Linked DNA regions of Anser cygnoides: region 2 is linked to region 1. A link is a contact called in public Hi-C data. All regions are on one chromosome and are shown on one strand. The core of a region is the stretch at or near the end of the contact, and the rest is flanking DNA. Distances in the headings are between cores, read along the strand shown.

The links. Hi-C and Micro-C count contacts between places; a contact is called where the count stands out from the background.
Region 2: a contact with region 1 is called in a Hi-C map of liver, with 2.1 times the contacts expected there. The contact joins the promoter of LITAF here to the enhancer-like site in region 1. A contact is called at or near these places in 2 of 7 Hi-C or Micro-C datasets (both in liver).

What each region holds. Positions count from the first base shown.
Region 1 is chr15:17,790,876-17,797,894 of Taihu_goose_T2T_genome, reverse strand. It overlaps LOC106041217, which reads left to right. Exons shown (of 74, transcript XM_066977881.1): 26 at 612-751; 27 at 1,730-1,888; 28 at 2,478-2,658; 29 at 4,482-4,693; 30 at 5,924-6,139; 31 at 6,908-7,019. Among named protein-coding and RNA genes, the nearest start is that of RMI2, 58 kb to the right of the region's middle. Within about 2 kb of position 3,599, at least 1 of the 3 cell types and tissues checked has open chromatin away from gene starts, as enhancers often do. A contact at or near this core is called in liver, where this site is marked.
Region 2 is chr15:17,863,203-17,870,221 of Taihu_goose_T2T_genome, reverse strand. It overlaps LITAF (lipopolysaccharide induced TNF factor), which reads left to right and starts at 4,612. Exons shown (of 5, transcript XM_048053758.2): 1 at 4,612-4,748.

The DNA.
Region 1 (7,019 bases), core at 2,350-4,849:
ATTTTTTCCCCAAAGTCTTATAGCATGTCTGCACTCAGCAGTGCAAACCTATTGGTTGTAGTTAGGTTGGATATATGCTGACTAGCTGGAAAATAAGCTCAGGTATCAGAAACAGCATTTTAACAGATATATTGTAGTCTTTAAAATGTGTCTAGGTCTTAGGCAGTTATTGGAGATGACTGTTGAGCTGAACTTCATGGTGCTGCTATTATACCAATATTGGTACTGATCTTCACAAACTTTGGTCAGTACCTTTAGGCTGCAGAACATACTGCCAGACCTTTTTACATTAATTAGATATGTACTTGACTTTTGTTTGCTACTATGGTAGTGTTTTCATTTTCATCATGTAATTCACTCATTAAGTCATCTAGCAAATATAAACTCACTACTCTTAAATGCAGGTTCATTAAAGGTGTGCTTTCCTTTGGATTCCTAGGATAAATCAACAAGTATTTGTCTGTGAAAACAGATGAATTTCACTTCAGTATTTTTTGAGGAAAAAAAAAAAAAAAGAAACATTGAAGCCAGCTCTAGATTTCTATTATTAACATCTATATGCTTACTTTTGAATTATTTGAACAGATAACTTTGTGATTTAACTTGAACAGGAGAGGCAAAAACCCTTCATCATGAATGCAGGATGGGGCAAAAAGTTGAAGAGAAGACAGGTGCACATGACTTGTACAAACTTGATGTTGGCCATGAGTTTCATTGTATGCAGACTCCAACCTATAATCACAAGGTAGAGGTACAGACCAAAGCACTTGTTTATATGTGTGCTGAGTAAATTTGTGTCACTCATGTACTGAGGGGCTTAAACAGAGCAATGTCCAAGATGTCATTTTTGGATCAGTTGTCTTCTTCTGATCTTTTGTTTCTTTTTTCTTTCTGTATAGACACAGGCATCTAGTGATGTTGCTAATTTGTGCAGTCCATTGCAGCTGTAAGTGATGGAACTGTTCAATGATGTCATTTTTAATGTATAAATGCACAGAGCTTCTGCAGAATGTTTGTTGTGGAAGTTTTTGTTTTATGTAAAACAATAGTATTAATAAGTTTGTGATTTATCTAATTTTTCAGTACTTGTAACTAAAAGTCAGAAACTCTGCTTATTAGAAGTCCTATGTCTTGAAAATAACCTTATTTTTTATTAGTTTTCTGGTTCAGATCTGGATTTATTCTTATAAATTTCAGTGTGTGCCTCTGATGCAGAAAAGCAGATCTGTTTAAAATCTTTTCATTTGCAGACTGTACAGAGACAAAGGTTAATGCAAAGGGAAATTACCATTAATGCTGGATATTCACTGCAGACTAGAGAGCTGGATGGCAAATAAGCTTCTGAATTAAAGGGAAATTTTGTATCCTTTCACCTTTGCTTTTCATCCAAGTTGGACTGAAGCCCAGGAGTGTTAAGATTTCCCGTGTAGCAGGATCTTGCCAGACTCTGCAGCTGCACAGTGAATCCATGCGGGGCAGTCCATTGGGAGTGCAGTTGCCTTAGCTTTTGAGAATAGCAATTTGACAAGCAGTGAATGGACAAAAATTCTGGGGCTTTGTAGTCTGAATTGACATATTCTGATGGAACTTGATTTTTGCTTTGGAAAATCTGCAACCCTTTCTTCTTTAGCCTTGCTTGCTACTTGGGAATATTTCTACAGCCAGTTAACAACAGTAACTAAATGAGAAAGCATGGTTTACAGGAAAAAGACAGATTTTCATTCTTCAGGTTCACCTGAAACATGATGCGAGTGCATCTTGGCTTTCCTCCCAGATGGAAGTGAACTATGGGAAACACTGGAACAAAATAAACAATAAGAAGAAACTACTGATCAGCCAAACATTAAAGAATAGTTCCAGTTTTTCACTAGTCAACTATTTCATGGAGGTAATCATGATTGTTGAAGAGTAAAACCTTCATTTCTAATATTTAACAGATGATCTTCTTTCAAAGCGCGTTCTATGGGCTACCAACTGAAAGAAAATAATCATTTATATTGGCATATCCTGTGATGTTTTATTTGTAGGAAGTTCTTACAGAAGCTATTCATGTAAATTTTTGTGTTGTTTCTTAAAGTAGCAGATCTCCTCTGTTATTGTATTAGAATAGATGATAGTTTTCTGAGGAGGGTTGTCATTATTCTATTCCCATAGAGAGCACCTAAACGTAGATTTTATCTGTGATCACAATATGGGCTGACATAGAATTATGGACATTATTGTTTTTAACCAAGTAAGTGATCCAAAATTTAGTGGAAAATATCCTTTTTGAACCCCCAGTAGATAAAACAAATGCACGTTAAAGAAATTTCAATCTGTAATTCATCAGCATTCATGAAAATCTGTAAAATGAATGGCAAATATCAAGAGCAGAGGCAGTAGTTGTGACCTTCCTGTTACTGTATGTGTGTGTTAGCTTAGATAGCTCTGAAGATGGGATCCTGTTTTTATTTAAATTTGCTTCACTTGTTTTCCAGTTTACTGCGCAAGTCGTGGAAAAGCAGATGAATTACAGAACCCAGCTGCAGCACTCGCACAGCTCTCAGGGTTATTTGCAGAGCAGCACCAACTTTAAGGTGCAGTATAATAACCTCATGCCATTTTTGGCTGGACTGCAATGGAAAGATGTATCCAGAAATGGCCTGAAGAAGTGGGAAGGTGAAGTACCACAAACCATTTCCAGTCTGCTTAGAAAAGCATGCATGCAATGTTGCAGCTGGGATTTTATGAGGTAGTCACGTATGGGTGTAACAGAATCATTGAAATATTGGTTGATCAAGGCAGACCCTGGAGGTTATCTTGACAAGCTTCCTGCTCGAAGCAGGACATGATCACATCTGCTGTGGCTTTGTCTAGCTCAGTTTTCAAAACCTCCACCTTTCCCCAGCCTAGCTGACTTAACCTCTTCCAGCAGTTCCTGAGACTCTCAGTGTGCAATTTGTGGCTGTTGTCCTTGTATTGTATGCCTGTGTTGAAGGGTTTGTGTTTCTCATTTTTGCCATTTGCCTTCAAGATAGCTGTAGGCAGCTATCAGATCCGCCCCATCCCTTTGCCAGACTAAATAAGCCCAGTCGCCTCCCTTCTTGTCACAGGTCTTGTCTCTAGGTGTTTTATCGTCAGAGCAGCCCTCTGTTCTGTCCTGTCTGGTTTCTCACTGTCTGCCTGGCTCTGGGTGGTCCAAAGCTAGATTCAGTGTCGTAGGCAGGACTTCTCCGGAGCTTTGCAGACGGGAATAACTCTGTTTGATAGCCATGCTCCTAATGTAGACTGGTATTGTCCTAGTAGCTTTTGACTGAGCTAACTGACCAAGATGTGAGCCATGTTTTATTTATTTATTTTTTATTATCAACTTGCTTTAGAAATAGTAATTGGATTTGTAAATACATTAGAAAGTGGGACACTGAGATGAATACTAATGGTATATCTTAAGCTGTAAATTAAACACCTGTGTATGCATATGGATGTATTTTAAAAATCACATTTCTTCTTGGTCTTCGATTCATAAAGTACAGCAGGGAGTAGACCTTTGTTATTATAAGCTATATTTTACATTTTTGGACTTCTTTCTCAAATAGAGATTAAATTACCTGTAGCATGCCAAGAATCAATTTTCTGATATTTAGTGCTTAAAATGGATTGAATGACACTACTATTTTATGCTTCAGTGGATTACATGCTGTACAAATCAGGGCAATGATTGGCTCAGTGACTAGGTATGCTATTGAGATGCATTTTTCAAAGCTAGTATATACTATGTGTGCCAAAACTTGGATCCTTATTAATGCAAAACAACTAGCTTGATACACTGGATTAATTATTAACTGTTGTGCTTTTCTGCTTGTTAAAGTGAAATGAACTAAGGTCGAATTAATTCTGAAGTCTTAAAAATGTGGAGATTACTTTGTGAGTGACTGTCATAAAATTGTGCATTTCTGAACTATATTGCAGTGGGTGAATGGCATAATTTGATAAATAACCAGTGAAATTTCAACAGTGAATTTTCAGCACCTTGTCAGATATAAACATTCTGAGCTGTCTGGAAACTAGTTTCCAAAATAGCCTACCAATCTTGTTCAAAATTTATGTATTGCAGAATTTAATTACTATGTTGGCTTGTGTTGAAACAGCTTTGATAAAAGCCATTATAGTAATTATGTGAATAATAGCTACAGAATTACAGTTCAAGTAAAGGTTCCACATCTTGTTGCAGGTCATGCAGTAGAACACTTTTCTGGTGTAATTTAAGTACCAAGTTCCATAAATTTCCGTTCTTGTAAATGGCGCTGTGTTTTAAACTACGCAGTATGGTACATTAGTGCAGGACATTCATTTAACTATGTACCATCCAGAGATTTTGACAACTCTGAAGCCAATAGTAGCAATTAGTCTCATTCCAGAAACCCAGCTTTGTTGCAGAATTAGAAGCCAGGCAGCTTGAAATCTCACATTTCTGCCACCTTTAATTTATATATTCCTTCCAGGAGAATTAAGTATGGACACCCCATGGCTATATCTGCATGCAGCTCACAAAATACATCAGCCTCAGCATTCTGCTTATTTATTGACTATGGAACTGACAACTGGCAAAGTTCTCTCCATTAAGAATCTTGTAGTGGAACTATTCTGTAAAGATCAAGGCAATGAAAAGGAGGGGAAATTTCACATTTACACACCAGCAACCACATACCTGCAGGTAAGTAACATGATGTTTCCTATAATGTAGAGCTTTGATGATGCAGCTTTGTGACGGTACGTAACTAAACTGTCATCATACTGGAATAACACTTGCTCAGCTTGTTATGTGAAGTAGCTTGTTTGAGAAACTAATCCACTATGTGCCAACTTATAAGAGAGCATCTTGAAAAGCCGATGTTCATCTCTTTCTTGTGCTGGAATGACATGCTATTCTTCCTCTGGGAGCAGGCAAGTCAAAACAGGCAGGGTCTCTTTGCTGTCTTTGAAAATATTAGGGCCCGCTATCTCTGCCTCTATTTGGAATGGAAGTCCATTTATTCCTGCACAAAGCCCAAATATTTCAAGTCAGAATTCTACCTAGGAGTGTACAAACAACTAGAACTATTTTTAAGTTCTCTCTCCTCTCCTTTACTCCAAGAAAATGAAAGGTTATTTCTTTTGTTGTGACTCAGTTAATTCAGTCTCCCATAATTCTGTGTGAGAATTTTCACTAGTAGGTTCTCAATGTGTAATCTTCAGTCTTTTTTATAGGAATTCTTCCACTTTCTGTGAAAGGATTAGATATCCCTTGGGTGGAATCAGTGTGCCTTGAATCTATGGATTCTAAGCTTCTTCCTAACTTGTTTTCAACTGTGCCATGCAATGGAGATTTTAAAACCAATTTCATCACCAGCTGCTATGAATTAACAAATAAGGTTAACCTTTGTCACCATGCAAGGTGTAGATTTGCCTTGGAGAAGCTTCATTATTTTCATTGAGGTAGTCCTTATCTGTCTCTGTATAAATGAGAAGAAAGTCTAGAATTTTTGCCTTTCTTCTAGACATTCACAGTAGATTCTAAATCTTATTTTGGTTTATCCTTAAGGTTTTCCTTTATTCTGAACTGCAGCTTTCCCTTGTTAGATCACTGATGGTTTAGGCACAGTGAAGAAGATTGTGAGAAACATTCTTCAATGAGAAAGGAAAAAAAGTGTTCATCAACTATTTTCTTTCCAACTACTTAGCTTCCTCTCTCTCCCTTGCTTGAGGGGATAAAATAATTTTTGAGATCTTTATGGAAATTCATATTATTTGGATAATGGAAAAGCTGATGCACTATTTCTAATAGTTATTGTAATGAACTTCTCCAAGACAATGCATTCTTTTCAGCTCTGGCCTGTGATGCTGGCACAATAGGATTTTCTCTGTCCCAACTCAGCCTGACTACTATGTTCCCCTTTATTTTTAGGCCTCCACATTTAATCATCTTGAGAGAAACGTTCTGCACAGCTATACTGAAATGGTATCTTTGTGGAATCAGCCTGTGAAGAATGAGATTCATTTGGAGAATAATGAACAAGCCAAATTTCTTTGCTTTAAGATAAAGAGCGCAAAACAGGACTTTAACTTCACAGCCAGCTATCAGAACCTGCCAATGGTAAGACAGAAGTACAAATCCACAAAGGTAATTTCTCTGACCCAGTGCTGTGTTTTTCAGGTCTGCCACCTTCCCCAAAGATGTCTTTGCTAGTGTTGAAGCTTAAACACTTCCAGAGCTCCTTCTTTTTCATCTGTTTTGACAACCTGCAGTGTAAAGCTAAGTTTAAAAACAAAACCAACCAACCATACCCCACCCTCCAACGTCATCCCCCACAATAGTTTTGAGTCCTATGCACCTATCTGGGATGCCAATCACAGACAGAAGGGCAGGGAGGAGAGAGCAAAAAGATATTAGATGACTAGAAAATAGAGCTATAGATGTGATTGCTTACATTCTTACATTTTGATACAAGTGGCAGGTATGGAAGATTATATTGTCATAGGGAATGAGCATGTTTTGCCTATGAGTGTGCATAGTAACAGCCTTGGGTTATATGTCATTCAAGCCTCTGCATCCTTTCCAATTTATGATAATGCTTAAAATCATGTTTGCTTTGCTTGGTGCCTACAACACGGGAAACGTAATAAATAGTTTGTCTCCAAAGAGGAGTAATATATTAGTAAGGATGTTTGTCGTCTGACACACTCTGTGGTTTACTATTAATGTCACTTTTATTCTTATGTAAATTGTGATCAGGATTTAAAGTGGTGCAGAAAGGGGATGTTCTGTGAAATGACAGTCTCACTGCAGCCTGTTAAGCTGTGTGGTTTCTGTTTTGGTGTTCCTGAATATGAATGCAGTAAATCTGATGCAATTGTCCTTTTCTCTCCTGGTGTCATGATTTGACTGCAGCCTATGAAGACAAACTTCTCTGTGAAGGCTGTATGGACAGATTATAATAGTCTGCCTAAAATTCTTCAGTTTGAAAGTCAGATAGAAGAGCTGAAGAAGAAGATGCTCTATC
Region 2 (7,019 bases), core at 3,363-5,862, 71 kb before region 1:
GTGTACAGCCAAGATGATACCAGCAGCTTTGCCAAACAGCAGGAACGGTGAGAAGATGTGATTTTTGTGCTGCTTTGTTTAGGAGTAGCATCACAACAGTTGAAATGGGAACTGAGAAATAAGACGGCTTTACGCAAGATAACGTGTCTGACAGCTCACTTGAAGCTACCACTTATCTGTCATATGAGGGTGTTGTTTTATTTTCCCTATCGCTTCCACGTTGGTATGGAGCAATAGTCGTTTTGACGCATGAACCTCAGCAGTGAGATTGTCAGTCATGGGGTATTTCTCCTCATGGAGCAGTTCCTGAAAGGGAGGGTGTATTTGGGGTTCTCTGTTGTCTTTTTCCCTCATCCTGCTGCTGTGTATAGAATTTATTTGGGGTAACTTAAGCTGAAGTTATTAATGCCCAAATCAACATTGCAAAGCAGTGAGCACTCAGTGAGCCCACTTGCTGGCAGTCTTCAAACCCCAGCTCCCCTCGTTTCCCACAAACACACTGCACCGTGCTGTCAGATGAATTTGGCACTCAGAACGTAAGTCCTCGGTAACGGCACATATCAGTATATTGTTGGCTAATACTCACCCAAGCAGAAATGATATCTAGGCCTTTCTCTGCAAGCTGATAATTATTGCATTGTTAACTTTCAATTACTTTAATTATCGTTTCTATAGCATTGCATGAAAGGAAGTCTATTATGGCAGCACTTGGCTTTAAGTATTGTAGATATTTTTGTGTGCATGTGTTGTTAGAAGTAGCTTGTGGAATAAAACCAAACTCGTCATCAATCAGAAAACAAGAACATTGCTATAGATTGGGTTTTGAAGGTGACAAAACTCTTAAACCCCAAGCTAGAAATCAAATGACATAATTGCAATTTGTATTATGGTACATTTTTTTTTCTTTTCTTTTTCTTTTTTCTTCCTTCCTTCCTTTTTTTTTTTTTTAACACTGATGCATTATTTCTTAAATCAGATGGGACTGTTTGCTCACCAGTTGAACATTGTACAAAATGGGGGTGGCATTTGTAAAGATCTGTGCTCATCTAAAATATATTTTCCAGAAACTCATCCAAATTTGTCTGAAGTACTCAAAAGATGTAGAATCTCATAGAATCTCATACTTCTTTTGTCAGTTTCTTCTAGTGGCTCATCAGTTAAGTGTTGAAATGGAAAACAAGTCGTTAACCTTCCCAGCTTTGACCTCTGAACATAGCTTTTTACTATACTTTTCTCTCTTTGATTAAAAAGCTCCTTATCCCCTGGTACCTTCCTTCTCATAATTCAGTGAGTGCTTTTAGACAATAATTTTCTAACCTTGAAGAAATTTTATCATTCCATAATTAAGAGATTTAATACACAGAGTAAATACTGATCTTCACGTCAGTCTTGTTTAATTAGGGAGAAACATAAGAAAAACCTGTGCATTCCGTATACTGATTATTTTGACAAATATGTACAATAAAACTTGTTTATTTTACTTCCTAGATTTTTTTAATCCAAATTCTTTAGTAGTAACAACCTAGCAGAACAGTATTTTGATAATGGAAAGAAAAAGGTCAAGACAGGAAGAGATTGTGTGAACTTATTTAAATAATTACAAGAAAGGCTAACAAAACTGGAGAGGATTTATATTGGCATTATGCACAAAATAACATTAAAAAGAACTTAGCTCATAGGCGAGCTAAATGAGCTGTGAGGTTCATAGAAAAGATTTAGAATTAGTAAAATCATTGCTAAGCTCTACCAGTTTAATTAAAATTCAACCTCTGCATTCTCAGGCAGTCAGCATTCCCACGGGCAGAAGCTTAATTTTGATTAAGTACCATTTGACATTATAAATGTAAGTAATTTATTCTTCATTGGCATTGATCCTATCTGGAAGTTCAACCCCTGGGGGCTTTGAGGTATTCTTTCAACCCATTGCTGCTTCCAATAGTGAATGATGTAGAAAGGACTATTTTGGATTTTTGGTTTCATTTGGTTCACTACTTTGAACACAAATCATTCAAAATATTTGCTGTCCTCGGTGTTGCACTTCTAGATGGCACTCCTGTATTAGTTGTATTTTCTAATCCTATCAAACTTACCTGTTTCTCTTTTAAAATATTTATATAGTGAAACGCAAACCTATGAGTGGCTTAAATTTTAGCTGTTGTTTAGATCAGGATATTGACTGGCAATTGCAATACCAAAATGTCCGTCTTCATATTTCTTGTGCTAAATGTTCAGTGTGTTGCAGTTCTTGTTCTGTTTGCTTTGCAACTTGAATCAGCCATTGTAGAAAAAAAAACACAAAACATTCTTTAAGGCTATTTGACTTAATGTCATCTACCTTGCTTTGCATGTAAATCTGTGCATCAACCTTGCCTGCCAGTCTAAAACTGCAACCTAGTACAAATCTCCTTAAATATCTAGTATTATTGAAGTTATCAAAAGTCATTTGAGATTCTTTTTAGCCTTAACCAATTAGTACACGCAAAATCACTACAAAAACCAACTGTATGTGTGCAGATCCTACAACTTCCAGGCAGGAAAAAAATAAGGTGACATTAAAACTTGTTTACTTCTGCACATTGAATGTACATCAACTTCTCAGCTTCATTTAGTTTCTTTGGTGGAAACTGACTGAAGTAAAAGCTAATAAATCTAGCACCTACGCTAAGGCATTCATTTTTGGGGTTAAACTGACATCTACTGGTGTCCTGTAATAAATTACGTGCCATTAGTGTGTGAACAAAACATATACAATATACCGTGTACTTTACTGTTTCGTGACGCTGTCGGATGACTCAGCAGGGTGGAGAAAAGCGTAACAGCCAAATACCAAGGGTGGGGCTGCTTCGTACATCATACCACCAGAAAGGTGACAGAGCAGAGCTCTTGTGGGATACTGCGTTGGGACCTACGTAAATTTTCTGAATTTGTCATGTGGCCTTTCTTCTTTTTTTTTTAACAAGTTAAATATATCATCTTCAGAACACAGCTCACGGAGTGGGGGAGATGATCAAGATTTCTCTCAATTTCTAGCTGTGTTTCCTCAAGCACGAAGTGAGTTCATGCTGCGTGTCCCCACCCAACCACTTGGTCTACTGTGGCTGACCCCAGGAAGAGTGGGTCAAGCTGTCCCTAGCTTCACTCTGCATCGCCGGAAAAGGACTGGAAAGGGAGGAACTGGTAAATGGTGAGATAGGTGGGCAGGAGGAGGGGTAATGAGAGGAAATACACTTGTGCACTGCTAAACTGATGCTGTTAGTGGCCTAACCACCAAGCTGTATATGGACATTTGGTAAGAAGAGTGGTAGGGCAAAACGGCACAATGTTATTGGGGTCTGCAGAGAGGGGTAAAAGCTGTAGCATGAGGCAGCCTGTGATGAGATGTAAGCAAAAAATATAGCACTGGCAGTAAGAAGGCTTTCAGATGAGGCTCATGCCTTATTGCACCCCAGGAGATGCGTTTAGTCCTGGCTTCTCTCTGCTGTGGCTTCTAAGCTGCTCACATCCACCTGGCAAAGGAAATTCAGTTACAAAGAGCACAATTACTCCAGTTTTAACAAAGCCAGGGCACCAAGGCAGAAATTACACATATCCTGCTTCTGAGATAAATATCATGACCTATAATGTGATTTCTTGACAATGATGAAAAGTTACTCACATCTAAGTCGTGTTCTATCCTCGGGGTCAAACGCTAACAAGCAGGAAGGACTGACTGCTGCCGAATCAAAACAAAAGCAAAACCCACCACTTTTTTTTTTTTTTAACAGAATCAGGGGTGAGGAGTATTCATGCTAGCAGAGCCCTTGTACTTCACTATCTGATCAAAACCCTGCATACACATACCTGTAGGCAATACGGTAGATCCCTCTGACCGCAGAGTTGACTCTTGGGCTTCTCGTCACTTGGAGCGAGTGCACCTTTTGTCCTATGAAACCTGAATCCTGGCCCTGGGATGGACTTGAATTGAATATACGTGTTACTTAGGGCAAGGGCCAAGAAAGGTTTTAAGCACAAAACTAAGACTTTAACAGATTTTAGATACTTTCAGCCAAAAGGCCTACCATAGAGTCCCTGCTGAGCCCTGGGGGGTTGGTGACTCCTTCCAGTCCAAAGCAGATTGAAGCACTTAAATAACAAATCTTGCCAACTGGCTCATTTAAACTGCAGTGGTGAAGCAGAAGCAGCCCTTGGTGAATCCCTTTCAGCGATCTGGCCAGTAATGGTTTCTGTCTTACCTTGGCACATATTTTTGAACTGTTGGGTTGGATGGATGAAGGAACAACAACCTCTGTAGCTTCCAAAGGCTGAATCCAATTAATTGGTTCTAAGAGCCCCAGTTAACGACACTGGATCTGTTGGGAGGTTTCTTTAATAATTTTCTTTCAGTTTTGTCACATGCAGCACTGGCTGAAAGAGATGATCCTGGTAACACAGGCATATCAAGGAATTAGAGGAAGGATTTATTTTTTCCTCCTGTGCTAGGAAACAGGCAGTCTGGCAATGCTGATTACTGGGAAGCTGAGGATCCCTGTGAATCTGGGAACCTGCGCGTAGCCCCTGGGCAAGACCTTCCAGCGGGACGTTTCTCTGAGGAGGCAGCCTCCACTCCCGGCGTCGTGCGTCGAACTTTTCGTGTTTCCTGAGGCTTTTTTTTTTGCATTTCGTTTTCCTTCTCCTCTCGCCCCGCTGCCAGGTGCCGGAGAGGCGGAGCGGGGGCGGCCGGTCCCGGGGCCGGGGGTGTCCGGGGCAAGGTGCGTGATTCGTGCAGCCTCGGGGAAGGGGAGGAGAAAGAGACGGGACGGGACGGGACGGCGGCTCCAGCCGGGCGGCGGGGAGGGCAGGCGGCGACAGCTGCGGAGCGGTAAGGGACGGGCCGGGGGGATCCGGGGCTGCGCGGGCGCCTCTGGAGCCGGGACGGGCGGGAAAGCGCCGGGCCCCTCGGAGGAAGCCGTCGGTGGTCACCGAAGCTGTGGGCAGGGAGAGGAAGAGAAGAAGGGAAAGGAAGAAGGGAAGGGAAAGAAAGGGAAGAAGGGACGGCACCGGGCGTCTCTCTGTCAGGGCCGCTCCCCTGAGGGCGCGGCGCAGCTCAGCTCAGCTCAGCTCCCTGTGGCGCTGGCGCTGCCCCCGCCGCCTCGCCGGGTGCGTGGCCGTGTTTACTTTCTGCCTTACCAAACCTGAAGTGTGTAGCCTCCTCTTCTCAGGACCACGGGATGCCTAATGCGATTTCTGGTCTCTTAGTGTTTTATTTGCTAGTGTTTTGTTGGTAAATCCAGTGTGACTCCAATGGCACTGGTTGTCTTACTGAAACAATAATGTATTGAACTTTTTGTTTGTTTGTTTTTTCCCCTTAAAGTATAACAGAGTTTTATTCTTTCACAAACATCTAAGAAATCTGCGTGACTTTAACGCGCTGTTTCTCAGCAGGTTGGTGAGTTAGGAAGCTGTTGTCTGGAGTTCAGGTAACCAAGATGGTGGCCCCAGCAAGTGCTGTGCTACAGCTTGCTGCTGCGTGCTGCAAAAATCCCGAGTGCTCCCATAAACCTGTATATCCTGCCTGATTGTTTAAAAAAAAGATTAGCTGTCAATCTGCCTTTTGTTCCGGGTGCTGTTGATCAGCAGCTGTCTTCAGCGCCGCTGTGACAGAGCCCCTGTAATTAGTCATGGTGTTGGAGAGCAGCCTGGGGTTTCTAGCAATGGGAACTGAGGAGGAATAGTGCAAACAGATTAATCCTGCCAAATCTTAGCTAAAGAATAAGGGAAGGATAACAGTGTATTTACTTGGCCAGGCTGGGTTAGGAAATCTGTTTTCATAAGCCTTTATTTTCGGTGTCTTTACGCTAAGTAGAGAGGTGGGTTATTACCTTCTCTTTCTCTTGTCCCCAGGCTAATCTTCAAGCTGGATTGCAAGACACATGTTTGCGCTGGGCGTATGAAGTAATAGTTCAAATATTTCTTTAGGGTTGACGTTTAGAGCAAGAGGGACATCAGCAAAATTCTGTTGACAAGCTGAAGTTGTGGTTGCATCCACAGTGATTAATCTTTTGATGAGATTGTCTTTTAGTCCTGATGTCATCTTGTTCTTTTTTAAAGAATTTCCATTAGAAATAGAAATTCTATTCTAATTTCCATTAGAAATTAGATAGATGTATTAATGGGACTGATACTTGGTTTTATTTTTACACTGTTTGTTTTAGTACTTGATAGTTATCTGTGCCTCAGAATTGAAATGTCCTCCTTAGTTAATTAAAAAAAAAGGGGGGGGGGGAGAAGAAGAAAAGGAAGGCATAGGAGACGTCATTGTTCCAGGGATGCTGCTGTTAAGACCTGGAACCTGTTTGCTTCTGTCTTGTAGGGTGGAGGGAAGCAAAAAAGGATAGATATCATTTTTAAATAGAACCACCTGCCCCAAATTAGTCAGTGGTAAGAACTGAAAAATGCAACGTCATTTGAAAATAAGTATTGACCATAAGTACTGAGACTTAGAAGAATTTGTGCTAGAAATTATGGTCATGAGCATTTTGAAATCTATTAAAAGGCGTTGATTTCTTCGACCTTGTTTCCTCAGGAAAGCAGAGATGGGGATTGTCTTCAGTTGTGCAGCATCTGCCACGCAGCAGGAACTGTGACTGGGGGCAGTTGATCAGCATTCAGATCTGTAGCTTACTAAGAAGGGGAAACATTTTTTTTCTTTTTTCTAAAGAAAACAGAAGGTCAGTGGTTTTTAAAAATACAGTTGTCAAATATACAGTACTACTAAAACTTAGAGTTTAGTCATCATTTGATTGCTTTCTTCCATCTACCAAAGCTGCAGTGTGAGTAGGAGGTTGGTGTGAAAGCTGAGAACAATGCCTTCCACACAAGGAAGTGAGGGGTTACCAAAATAACTGCTCCTGTGTACACACTGTGCCTGTAGTCACGTTGTCCTTTCCTTCTGCACCAGCTCCTATGTTTGTCCTAGCTACGTGGCCAATCCTACACTGGACTGAATACACAACTCCATTTCTAATAAACCTTTCTACGTT